4 separate regions of the Danio rerio genome follow, and all the other regions are linked to region 3. A link is a contact called in public HiCAR-type and HiChIP or PLAC-seq data. All regions are on one chromosome and are shown on one strand. Each heading gives the region's core, a stretch centred on a gene start, on an enhancer-like site or on the middle of the called end of the contact. The rest is flanking DNA. Distances are from core to core; before and after follow the strand shown. Region 1 holds the start of rxfp2l (relaxin family peptide receptor 2, like). Region 2 holds the start of si:dkey-204l11.1. Region 3 holds the start of ophn1 (oligophrenin 1). Region 4 holds the start of ar (androgen receptor).

What was found. HiCAR-type assays count read pairs that join an accessible place to other places. HiChIP or PLAC-seq counts read pairs in DNA pulled down with a chosen protein or histone mark.
Region 1: an H3K4me3 HiChIP or PLAC-seq map of embryo shows a contact between it and region 3, with 2.5 times the contacts expected there. The contact joins the promoter of rxfp2l here to the promoter of ophn1 in region 3. A contact is called at or near these places in 2 of 18 Hi-C or Micro-C datasets (caudal fin and hematopoietic stem cells) and 2 of 4 datasets of contacts at active chromatin or transcription factors (caudal fin and embryo).
Region 2: an H3K4me3 HiChIP or PLAC-seq map of embryo shows a contact between it and region 3, with 3 times the contacts expected there. The contact joins the promoter of si:dkey-204l11.1 here to the promoter of ophn1 in region 3. A contact is called at or near these places in 1 of 18 Hi-C or Micro-C datasets (an unstated tissue) and 2 of 4 datasets of contacts at active chromatin or transcription factors (caudal fin and embryo).
Region 4: a HiCAR-type map of caudal fin shows a contact between it and region 3, with 4 times the contacts expected there. The contact joins the promoter of ar here to the promoter of ophn1 in region 3. A contact is called at or near these places in 2 of 4 datasets of contacts at active chromatin or transcription factors (caudal fin and pancreas).

What each region holds. Positions count from the first base shown.
Region 1 is chr5:36,577,650-36,580,349 of GRCz12tu, reverse strand. It overlaps rxfp2l (relaxin family peptide receptor 2, like), which reads left to right and starts at 1,384. Exons shown (of 16, transcript XM_068221461.1): 1 at 1,384-1,466. The coding sequence starts at 1,412.
Region 2 is chr5:36,164,789-36,167,488 of GRCz12tu, reverse strand. It overlaps si:dkey-204l11.1, which reads left to right and starts at 1,339. Exons shown (of 7, transcript NM_001109739.1): 1 at 1,339-1,435. It also overlaps a transcript of ar not described here.
Region 3 is chr5:36,367,625-36,370,324 of GRCz12tu, reverse strand. ophn1 (oligophrenin 1) reads left to right here and starts at 1,259. Exons shown (of 25, transcript XM_073952371.1): 1 at 1,259-1,471; 2 at 1,582-1,765. The coding sequence starts at 1,612. yipf6 (Yip1 domain family, member 6) reads right to left here and starts at 295. Exons shown (of 7, transcript NM_001002096.1): 1 at 48-295. The coding sequence starts at 113.
Region 4 is chr5:36,185,180-36,187,879 of GRCz12tu, reverse strand. ar (androgen receptor) reads right to left here and starts at 1,285. Exons shown (of 8, transcript NM_001083123.1): 1 at 1-1,285. The coding sequence starts at 923.

The DNA of each region.
Region 1 (2,700 bases), core at 135-2,634, 210 kb before region 3:
CCTACTGCACCATCGTGCTGCCCATTATTATCCTTATTATTAAGAGTTTTCCATAATCTAATGTCATAATATAGGCTAATACAGGCCCATAGGCAGCCTATTGGGGTGGTTCTTTTTTTTAAACAGATCTTTTTGTAGGTATTCACTTCATTTTATATTAAGTTATGTGGTTCAAATACTGTATTTTAGTGACATTTTAAGCAATAATATTTTCTAGACTAGCTTGTCATATGATGATCATCATAACCACACTTTTTGAAGCAACAAAAATATTTTTGTCAAAGTGCTTTACCACTAAGTGTTAATTTACAAATGTGCATTTAAAGTTATTACAGTTTTATTAATAATGTAATGAGATTACAATTTTGAATTAAACATTTTGAACAAAGAAATGTGAAAATATGCTTATTTTAAAAATGCTAATTAATTATCATTCATCATTAAAAAAAACAAAAAAAAAAAAACAATTAGGTATCTATTCAGACAGGTATGTTAAATAAAAAATAGCCTATAGACAAATAACAAACTATCAAGCTCATTTCTTCAGTCAGAAGTTGTCCATTTAAATAATTCAAAAGAAAAATTTAGAGCCATCTTCTATTGGATATTTTCCCAATTTATGATGTCATAATGGGAAAACTAAGCAGCCAAATTTTGGACTTGGGGCACCTTATACTGTAATATAAGGTCTAATTAGTACCCATAATAATAAGTTGTTTTTTATATATATTATTATAATTTTAAAACATATTTGATCTATTTTTTAGTAAATATATTTAGTATACTGACTTATAAGATTAAAAGTCTGACTTTGATCGAGAGAGAATCTCAGATGTTACCAGTAGTTGTATTGTTTAATTGTTTAAATTTGGCAAACAAAACAATTGGGTATGCACAAATTTCAGTATGCAACAAAAAACCCAACTATCTTTGGCAGTTTAATTATGTGTTGTTGTTGTTGTTTTTTGCCATGTAAAGCTGAAAGCTGAGAGAATAAGACAAAATTCCAGTCACTCCTGAAGCATCTTAAATGAGGTCCGCTCAGATTATCACCACATGGCACATATTTGACTTCAAACAATATGTGTGTTTTGTAATTGTTTTTAACTTTCACAGACACACATTTCTATAGCCAATATCAATCTCAATAAGCCTTCCTGTCTTACCACGTCTTCACAGGACAGTAGCAACAGGATCCCTTAAATAATAGACAGCTTGTGGTTTTATTTACGCAAGCACACACGTGTTAGTGTTGTCTTATCATGTTGCTGGTTTGCCAGTGAGTTGAGCCATGTCCAATCTGAGCGATGTAGATGTGACTCGCTCTCTCTCTTTCTCTGTGTTGCTCAGATGAGAAACTAGCAGCTTAGGAGAAGCACCCTCACTTGAGTCTCTCAGAGCATCACGCATCATGCTTCCTCCTCTCTTCCTCTCCTCTCTTTCCTTTTCCCTTGCTTTTCTCTCAGGTAAGACCCTCTTCTGCATTTTCTTACCTCATCTCTTCATCTGTAACTGCATGTCATTAAATACAGGTAAATGTACGGCAGTTGGTGGTCTCAGGAGATACTTTAAGCTCAATTTGCTACTTTTCCTCTCTTGCTGTCTTAGTGATGTTTGTGGTGGAAACATTGTAAAGCTGCTCAAAGAATGGATAAAATAATACATCTGCTGATGAATGAGAGAATGAATTGTTTACCTTTTAGTTAATGGATAGCACTTTTAAAAGAAGCTTTAACTGTATGAGTAGCCCATGCTTTAAATGGTTTCATAAATGTGACCGCATGAATTTAAATGTGATAATGAGCTTTTGCCTATGCAAATGTGTTTCAGGGAATTGGATGTGCCTGTCAGGATCAGACCTTTAAATTAATATAATTAAAGGGGTTATAATAATGCCTGTCAGTATTAGGCTGGTGTAACGCAGCTAAGATGATGTGAAATACTGGTTGTCTTCTTTGAGTGGGTAGTCAGCAGAAATTACTTTTAAGGTCATGCAGTTTAGCTAAATTTAGTTGTAGTTTTTGTTAAGGATTGTTTAATTGAATGATACAGTATTTGAATCTTGACGGTGTTTTTCAGATACCCTGCTTAAATATTCTATAATGTTTTTATATGTGTTACCTAGCCTGGATTAGATCATTTGGTGGAGTATATAAGCGTCTCCTAAGACATGCAAAATGTGTGTGTGTGTGTGTTTGTCAGAAAGAAAGAGACAGAGAGAGTATGGTTGTGGTAAATTATTGAGAAGTCTGAAGATTGATTAATGCAAGCTCACACACAGACACACACACACTCACACACACATGTACAAATGCAAGAACACCGACTCACACACTGAAAAATCCCCCAAGGCGTTGGAAAGCAAGGCTGTATTTATTCACCTGTCAAGAGATTCTCAGGTTTTTATGCTCTGAGAGATGACCTGTGGCATCTCTAGTGATTCATAATCTATTATGTTTTTGTTCACAGAGACACGCAAGTATGAATCAAAAGTTCACTCTTCCCTGTGGGATTGGGGGATGCAAGCATCCTATTATGATACTCTCACCTCATGCAGATGAGATCCTTTTGCTGGCTTGCAGTGTTTGGTTCTTAATTAGTGAATTATTGTTTATTTTTCCCAGATAGCCGGTATGCATAAATACAGTAGCAGAGTCATCAAGTACACATATACATTTTATGGCCTCACCTTTAAAAAAT
Region 2 (2,700 bases), core at 90-2,589, 200 kb after region 3:
TGCATTTGCAGGTTATTATAATGTTATTTATAAAGGCAACATAGGCAATATATCACTTCAAACTAGTAAATTGTCCAAAAAAACTCACTTTTTCCAACGTTTTACAAAAAGTTGTTGGAAAAAAGATTAATGTACAATACAATGTATAATTCAATTCAAAATCATGAATATATAAAATGTTCACAAAATATGAAAAACTTTATTTATATATTTTTACAATGCACAACAACAATGACTAAACTATCAGTTTGACTGGTAAAACCTTTCTGTTAATATAAAATCCTGGTGTTCTGTAAATTAAGTTGCTTAAGACTGGTTAAGGGACAAAACAACCTGTCCAAAACACTGTCTCTGACCTGGTCTAAGTTCAGACACAACAACCCTGACAAAATATAAAACTACTCTGTCATGCACTCTCTCCCACTTTCCCTATCTGTTATTTCTTCCTTTGCCAAATCCACTACGAAAGCTATGCAAGGCTACAGTGCCCTCCTACTCTCTCTCCCTCTCTCAGACACACATACATGTCTTTGCAGTTATCTTTTCATCAACACGTATACCACAATTGCTCGCACAAAACATTCTTCACTTAGCTCAACAATTTCAGAATAGTTTGTGTGCGATAATTGCAGAGAAAATTGATCAGAAGATGAAAGTAAACATGACTTGCTGTGCTACTGGCCAACTGATTACTGAGCTGCAGCGTTCAACTTAAGGTAATGCTCTCTAATAATGCAATGCAACACAATGCAGAGTACCATAATGATTGTTACACAATGAGATGAGCTGAAATGAATATGATGCATTGTCAGGTTGTAAACTAAAATGAATTGTTATGTAATTTAAATCTTTTTTTAGTTACGTAAGGTCATTCAAAGCCACTTCAAAGGTCAATGCGTTCATTATCGCCACCATGCGTTCATAAGATGTTACTGCGGTAAAAACAGTACATGTGAAAGTTCTAAACGTTTTCATTTGGAAAAAAATAATTAATCTTAATCAGTTCTAGATATTTTTTTTCGTTTTTTTTAAAGATGTACTTTACATTTATATACAGAATGTCTGTGGTTGAGTTGATGTGCCACAAGATATCAAACAGGTATCGTTCTGTTTTAGATTCAGATAACTGAAATGCCGTTATATAGCAATTTCCATTCAATCGCATTTCTCAATGAGATGACTTTGAGATGGTGTAGGCGCATCCTAATTCTCCTTAAACGGCAGCTTGTTTGAGAGTCACATTAGTGTGAACATGTCTTGACATGCCTCCTGTCTGTCCCCGAGCCGCAGCGCACGGTAGCTCACAGGGCAAATGTGCCAGTCAACAGCTTCAACCACAAGCTAAATTGGACCGAATTTACCCAAAGCCACAGGAGACGTTTACTTTAATGGGACAGAGAATTAAGTGACTGCCGAGAGTTGCCCCTGCTACAATGTAAGTGCGGATGAAAGTGTCCCTAATACGTGAGTTTACAGGAGATTGATGATTAGTAGCCGGTGCGCTGCTCTCTACTTCTGAATCGTAGCTGTGCGCCCTACTTAGTTCAGTTTGAGCACCTTTCTTCTGTTTTATGCCTCGGGAAGATTATTCCCAGCAGATCATTTAACGGAGGTATTTTTGTTTTAGATGGCACCTGAATGTGTGCTCTCTCTTGATCTGTTTCTCCGTGTTCTCAGATTGAGAATGAATGAACGCGAATGGACATTAATCTTTATTATCGAAACGAATGTAACTACACACTGAAGCTGACTATACTGTGTTGCCTATATTCCACGAAATAAGCAGGACTGCTTTCTTTTCTTTTATCTTTTATTTTCAGTTAATAACACAGCGATATCAAGCAGTTTATTTAATATGCATAAATCTGAGGATATGAAAAAGTTGCAAATATTTACTATTATTTAAAATCTATATAGTTTTAACTGAGTGATTTATAACTCGTCGTTAAAATCGTTTGTTCCACTAAATTGCCAAAAAACATTAAAAAAAGAATTGTTTTATTTGAATATATATTTTTAAACAGTATGATCTAAACCTCTGTTGGATTATTTTCAGAGTCCCACAAGGTAGCTGTGAAATACTTTTTAAGTTGATTAGTTATACATTTGTGCAGATTCTGTTTAAGCAATTGTGTAATATTTAACGTTTCCTAAAAATGAATGAATGAACCAAATCCCATTCTGTATTAAAACAATAACCTAGAACAAAATGTTCCTTGAATTTAAAAGGTATTATTACCATTAACTATAGTAGTTCAATATGTTTCAGTAATTATACAAATATAAATTATACAAAAATGTAAATGCTATGTAGGTTAAATTGGGGTTTGAATTCTTTTTTTATTTTCAAATTCAAAGACAAAAACTGAACTTCACTGTACAAAAATCTGATTTAAAAGTGGCAGCTGATGGTAAAGAAATTTACTGTATAACAAATATTGATAGTTATTCAGAACATACTGAATGGTATACTGTATTGCTGTCTGTATATTTTACAAATTATTACTGTATTTCATTAAGTGATTGTTAATATTCATTTGAACAATCAAATTGTGCAATTTGCCTCCAAATGTATATATAAATAATAAATAAAATATGTCAGTAAAATATGACTAATAGCATAGTATCACGTGAAAACCATATACCATCAGTGACTCACATGATGCTAAAGTAACATAATAAACATTTGCTAAATAACAG
Region 3 (2,700 bases), core at 10-2,509:
AAGAACTCCCGTTTTCCACAGAAAGCAGCAAATCTGTCAATACGTACATGTGCGTGATGTTCAAACAACTCGTTTAGGCTAGTCACTGTTCTGTTGAGATGAGAAACGACCATCTGCAGTTAGCCTAACATGAATTACCCCAGCAGAGCTTTATTGACAGATTTACACATTTCCAAGTTTCCATTTAAGGCCAGTATCCATACAGGCAACAATACAATATCGGTGGAAAAGCTGACACCGTGTTTTAAAAGTGTAAAGGTTGTTTAAAGCATGTTTTGTCTCTTACCAAAGGCTTGTTTGAGTCCTCCGCTTCCGCCATCTTTACACGGATACGGATACGTCATCAAACATGTGACGTCAAAAACGCCAACGAGCCACTTAACAGATAATAATAATAATAATAATAATAATAATAATAATAATAATAATAATCAATAAAATTAACGTTTAAAAGTCGAATTAAATTTTAAAAAGATTTGATAACTGATTAGTATGAAGTGTATTAAAGTCGGTTAGTTTATTATTATTATTATTATTGTTAAGTACAAATATTTTATCAGCACATAAACAGAATATACGCTATATCAGTGGTATTTTGCCCTTTTGTAAATGCATTTATATTGTGAATCATAACAGTGCCTGTCTCTTTAAGGGTTGGAGTCAGTGTGAATTTCGAAATAATCAGTTTGCAGGTAGCATGACATCTAGCACCATTTTGATGTGTAAAATAGGCGAGGCTTAGTGGCCCGGAAGCTGTCGTCAATTAAAAAACACGACAGATCTAAATAACACTTTTTATTTTATTTTAAATGTTCCCTGTATATTTAACTATTGCATTTAGTCAGTGCCAATTTTCCAGGTGTAATGCTGTAGTTTAACTAATGACTGATGTAGAACTTCAGTGGCATCTCACGTTGTATAGGTTACTTTCCTCAGCGCTGCTTACCATAAACCAATCATCGTCGCTCATGCGTGTCAGATCCTACGATTGTTAGTTATAAATCTATTACAAATGTCAGAGGTGCGTTTTCATTTCTTTTTATTTAATCATTAATTACAATTCATAGATTTGAATGATTATAATTTTCACTGCATAGATGTATGCACTCAAACAAAAGACATGTTTAGATTTGAACGCAGCTCAATGGAGAATTTCCGTTTGTGAGCCCCCGCGCGCCCCACACAGGAAGACTGCGGTTGTTTCACATACAGTTTTAGCGGCCAGTGACATTTACCGTCCAATGATGTGGGTGTACTCAGTATGTAGCCCTGCCCGCGTTCGTCAGTCCCTCCGCTCCCAAAACAAGGAAAAGTATAGAAACAAATAGTTTCTTTATCAGCGCTTTTAAGTTTTACTTTGCCACTCCATTTGCGCGACCGAATTAGTTTTAATAGGAAAAGCGCGCGCACCCGGACACCGTCACCACCGCAGCGCTGGATTATTGTTTTTTCCACAACTGCACATCACATAGTATGTCAAATATGGGGAACTTTATTGTAATCTGTTAACTGAAATTTTAATTAATACAGGCGAGCGATCATAGTGCAGGTGTGTCGTGGTTTTGTGTACTTTGCCGACAGCAGAAGAGTTATTCTTCACTGAGACTGAGAATGGTTCATCCTGCACTGGAGTTCAGCGACTGTTACTCCGACAGCCCCGATTTCAGAGAGAGATTGAAATGCTACGAAAACGAGCTGGAGAAAACCAACAAGTTCCTAAAGGATGTCATCAAGGACGGGAACAATGTGATCAACACGTTTAAAGGTAATCTCACAGCGACAATGATGATGAGGGTCTTCTTCGCAGGGGGAGGCGGATGGATGGATGGAGGTGTCCGCCTTTGCAAAAACCGATCAAATGACCGAATGAAAACGCAGGGACAGCCAATGCTTGTGTTTTGATCAAGTTTGTGTCTTTAGGCTTTCACTTGCAGGTCGCTGGTCGGTTTTAAGGGGGATTATGAATTGCGGAGGGGAGGGTGATCTGGCAGATGGTGCGCGGCTTTTGGAAGATCCCCCACTCGGGGCGGACTAGAGATGCTGGCAGGAGCTTTTAGGAGACGCTTGATTTATTTATAGCTGCCAGGCACCTTTATTTTTTCAGATTAGTAAACGGAATTGAACTGGAAAGTTTAGAGATGAGGTGTGAAAGTATCAACAAGATGATTGAGGGTTGAAGGAGAGCCCAGGAATCATGAAGCCGGATGCTATCACTATCAGCACTTAGCAGCACTATGCTGATCTCATACAAGACACTGTGCATCCTCGAGTTAAAGGAGAGTAAAAGAAAGAAAGAGAGCAAGAGAAAGAGATGGAGGTGGTAAACCAGCATTCAGAGAAGCAGACATTACACACACACACACACACACACACACACACACACACACACACACACACACACCAACCACAAAAGCTGTTATGTCTCTCTTCCTCTTTCCTCTTCTGTTGTTTGGCTTATCTTTAAAGTGTTTTGAAGCAACAAAACGCAATTGGTAGGTTTCCAAAATCCCAGACTTGATCAATCTCTTCTCAATAAAGCAGTTAAAGACACAGAAAGTGTCACTGCAGTGTAAACAGAATATTTTGACTTAAAACATTGTTATAAAACTGATTTAAAAAAAAGTAGATTATCCTTCTTTCAATAACATCCGAACCATAAATCCTGCATTGTACTCATTTGGGCTGCTGTACTGTCACAGG
Region 4 (2,700 bases), core at 36-2,535, 180 kb after region 3:
CCGAACTCATGCACATCCGCGGTCAAGTTCGCTCGAGAAGCGTTGCTGCACTGCAAGGTCGTCACCTCACCAGCTAGCTGTTCCAGGTCGCCACTTTTAAGCATCCCGAGCACTTTGTCCCTGCCTCGGAGCTCTTCGCCTCTGTCTCGTCCCGCCGCGAGAGCGTACTCTCGGTCTTTCCTTCCTGCCTCTCGTTCGCTCACTGAGCAGTCGAGCAAAGGCATTCCGTACAAATAGATCTCCTCACTACTTTCAGTGGTCAGGGGCGGTGGCGGCGGTGCATGGTGCTGTCCCACCTCGCCCAGTTCGCTGGACTCCATAGCTAAGCCCAAAGATACGGACACGGCTTTGCACAACTCTCGCGCTGTCTCTGATATGGTGCAGCTGGTAGTGGTGCTGCTGCTGCTGCTGCTGGAGGTGATGGTGGCGGTGGTGCACGCACGACTACTACTCGCCACACTTGCGTCACGGCCCGAGCCCAACTCTCGTGTGTGAACTTCAACAGCACCGCAGCCCTTCTGTCCACTCTCGACGACCCGAAGGAAGCCTGCGCGACTACCGCTGCTTTCGGTGGCGTCTGTGCGGCCCGAGCCGCTAGATGACAGAGACGAGTCGCTTTTGCTTCCTGATGAACTCTTGAGAAAATGAATTCGGCTCGCCGCCGCCTGTATCACCGAACTCGCACTCTCGTACTCTTTTTCGGGGCAGCATATTATTCTTCTGAATGAGGACAGCTCACTTAAGCGCATTTCCCTCGACGAGCCCTCCTGTAGGCAGCCGCACTTCTTGGAGCTAGAAATATCCAAACTCTCGGGGTTGCTCGCTCTCGCGACGCGCACGTTTTGAAAAACGCTTTGGTAAGGTCCGTGAAAAACTGCGTCTGGGGACTCGCAGGCTTCCACCAGCCCGACCGGAACCTCCATAGTCTAAAAGCAGAGTACAACACAGGCCGTGAGGGTTTAAAGGGGACTCACCGCAACAAGTTCATCGACGAAATCCTTGAAAAAGTTCCAGTCAGACAGACACGAGTGAGCTGCGCAGCGCGACACTGTGTAAGCAAAAATAATCAAACGGACGCGCATGTAATCGCAGCCGGAGACGCATAGGCGGCTCTTAATAGACGTCAACGAGAAAAGTTTTCCGAAAATGCACGCGATTTGTTCTTCGGGGCTTTATTCAGTCCCAGTCATACTTGCACGCGTGTTATCCATAAATGAGCAGATGTAATGGCAATGGGAGGTGGGAATTTCTATCCGCCGCTCGAGTACTTTTCCGTCTACCTTGAGAACGCGCGATAAGATTTAGCGCCGTTTTGTTTGCAAAGGACAGTCCCAGAAGAGGCGGCGGTTGGTACAGTAGCACCCTGGGTGCACCATAACGACCAATCCTTTTATTTTAAAGTACAGTTACGGCCCTTTTCTCCCGTGTCAGGTACTCTCCTGAGCTCGGACGCAGGTAATGCGGGGAGAGCTTGCTGTGTCACGGTGTTTTGCCGGTGTAAGCAGTAATTTCACGGAGAGTTCGCTCGGGAAAGTCCTTGAGCGCTTTTACTGTCAGGACTAAATTATACAGGCACAGGAACGGCGCCAGGACGGGCGAATAGGACTAAGCGCACTACAAATACGAGCGGGGGATCACAACTCACTTTTACTTAGTATTAAAATAAAACAGATGCCTATAAATATCATAGGTTTAAAGAAGGTGAAAAATACAATAAAATCAATGAGCCCCACTGCTCTACGAGAGAGTGCACAGTGCGCACTTTATGAGGGTCTGGGCCTTTGTTCTGTGGAAATGTTTCTCGTGACATTTATTACTGAGCGCACACTAAATGCACACTAGGACTGTTAAACCTGTCTGAGGAGCAAAACAGGTTAATGACTATTATTATATTTTTTATTTCTTTTTTTTTTTCAAAGAAGATGCTCAGATTTAACCTTACTGGAGCAAATGGCACTGCCTGGACATTTAAATTAAATATGAAAAAACATTAAATGCTTTTGTGTGTGTGAAATTTAATAGACCATTTAATTACACTGCAGAATTTAAGATCAACTTAACACATGAGATCAATTAAAAAAAAATTAAATAAAAAATGCCAAATGCCCTTTTTAGACAGAATGTGAATTTCTGGATTGAGATGGGAATGTGAAATATGGGAAATATGACTGACTGGGCAATAAAAGGAAATGAGAAAAAGTCTGAATCTGATAGACAAACAAACTCTACTTAATGAAATCACCTTATTTATATTTGATCTCTCTTGGCTTTGCTAAAAAGACTACTCTAACTTTTTCATCAAAGCTCCAGAAAGTGAGAAAACACCCAGACAAAAATGACATTATACTGAACAGTATAGTGCAAAAGTCAGTTCCTGAGGTGCTTTTTCATTCACGTCCAGACATGAGGCCATTATTAGCTCTACTGAAAGCAATATTATTATACTAGAACTTATATTACTGCAAAGGCAAGGACATCTCTTCATATCCATTTTATTCACTGCAACTTACTGTGACCTTTATTACTTTTTTCGCCAGAAGGGGATGTCAATGGTCCTCAGTCAGAGGCTATTCATTATTAATCCCAGTTATCAGTTTTCTCCAGATTACTCACTCTTTAACATAAGGCGTAATTCATGTCAAACACTACATGCAGAGAATGATTTCTCAGCAGAAACTTTGCCCTGTTAAGAAGCAAAAG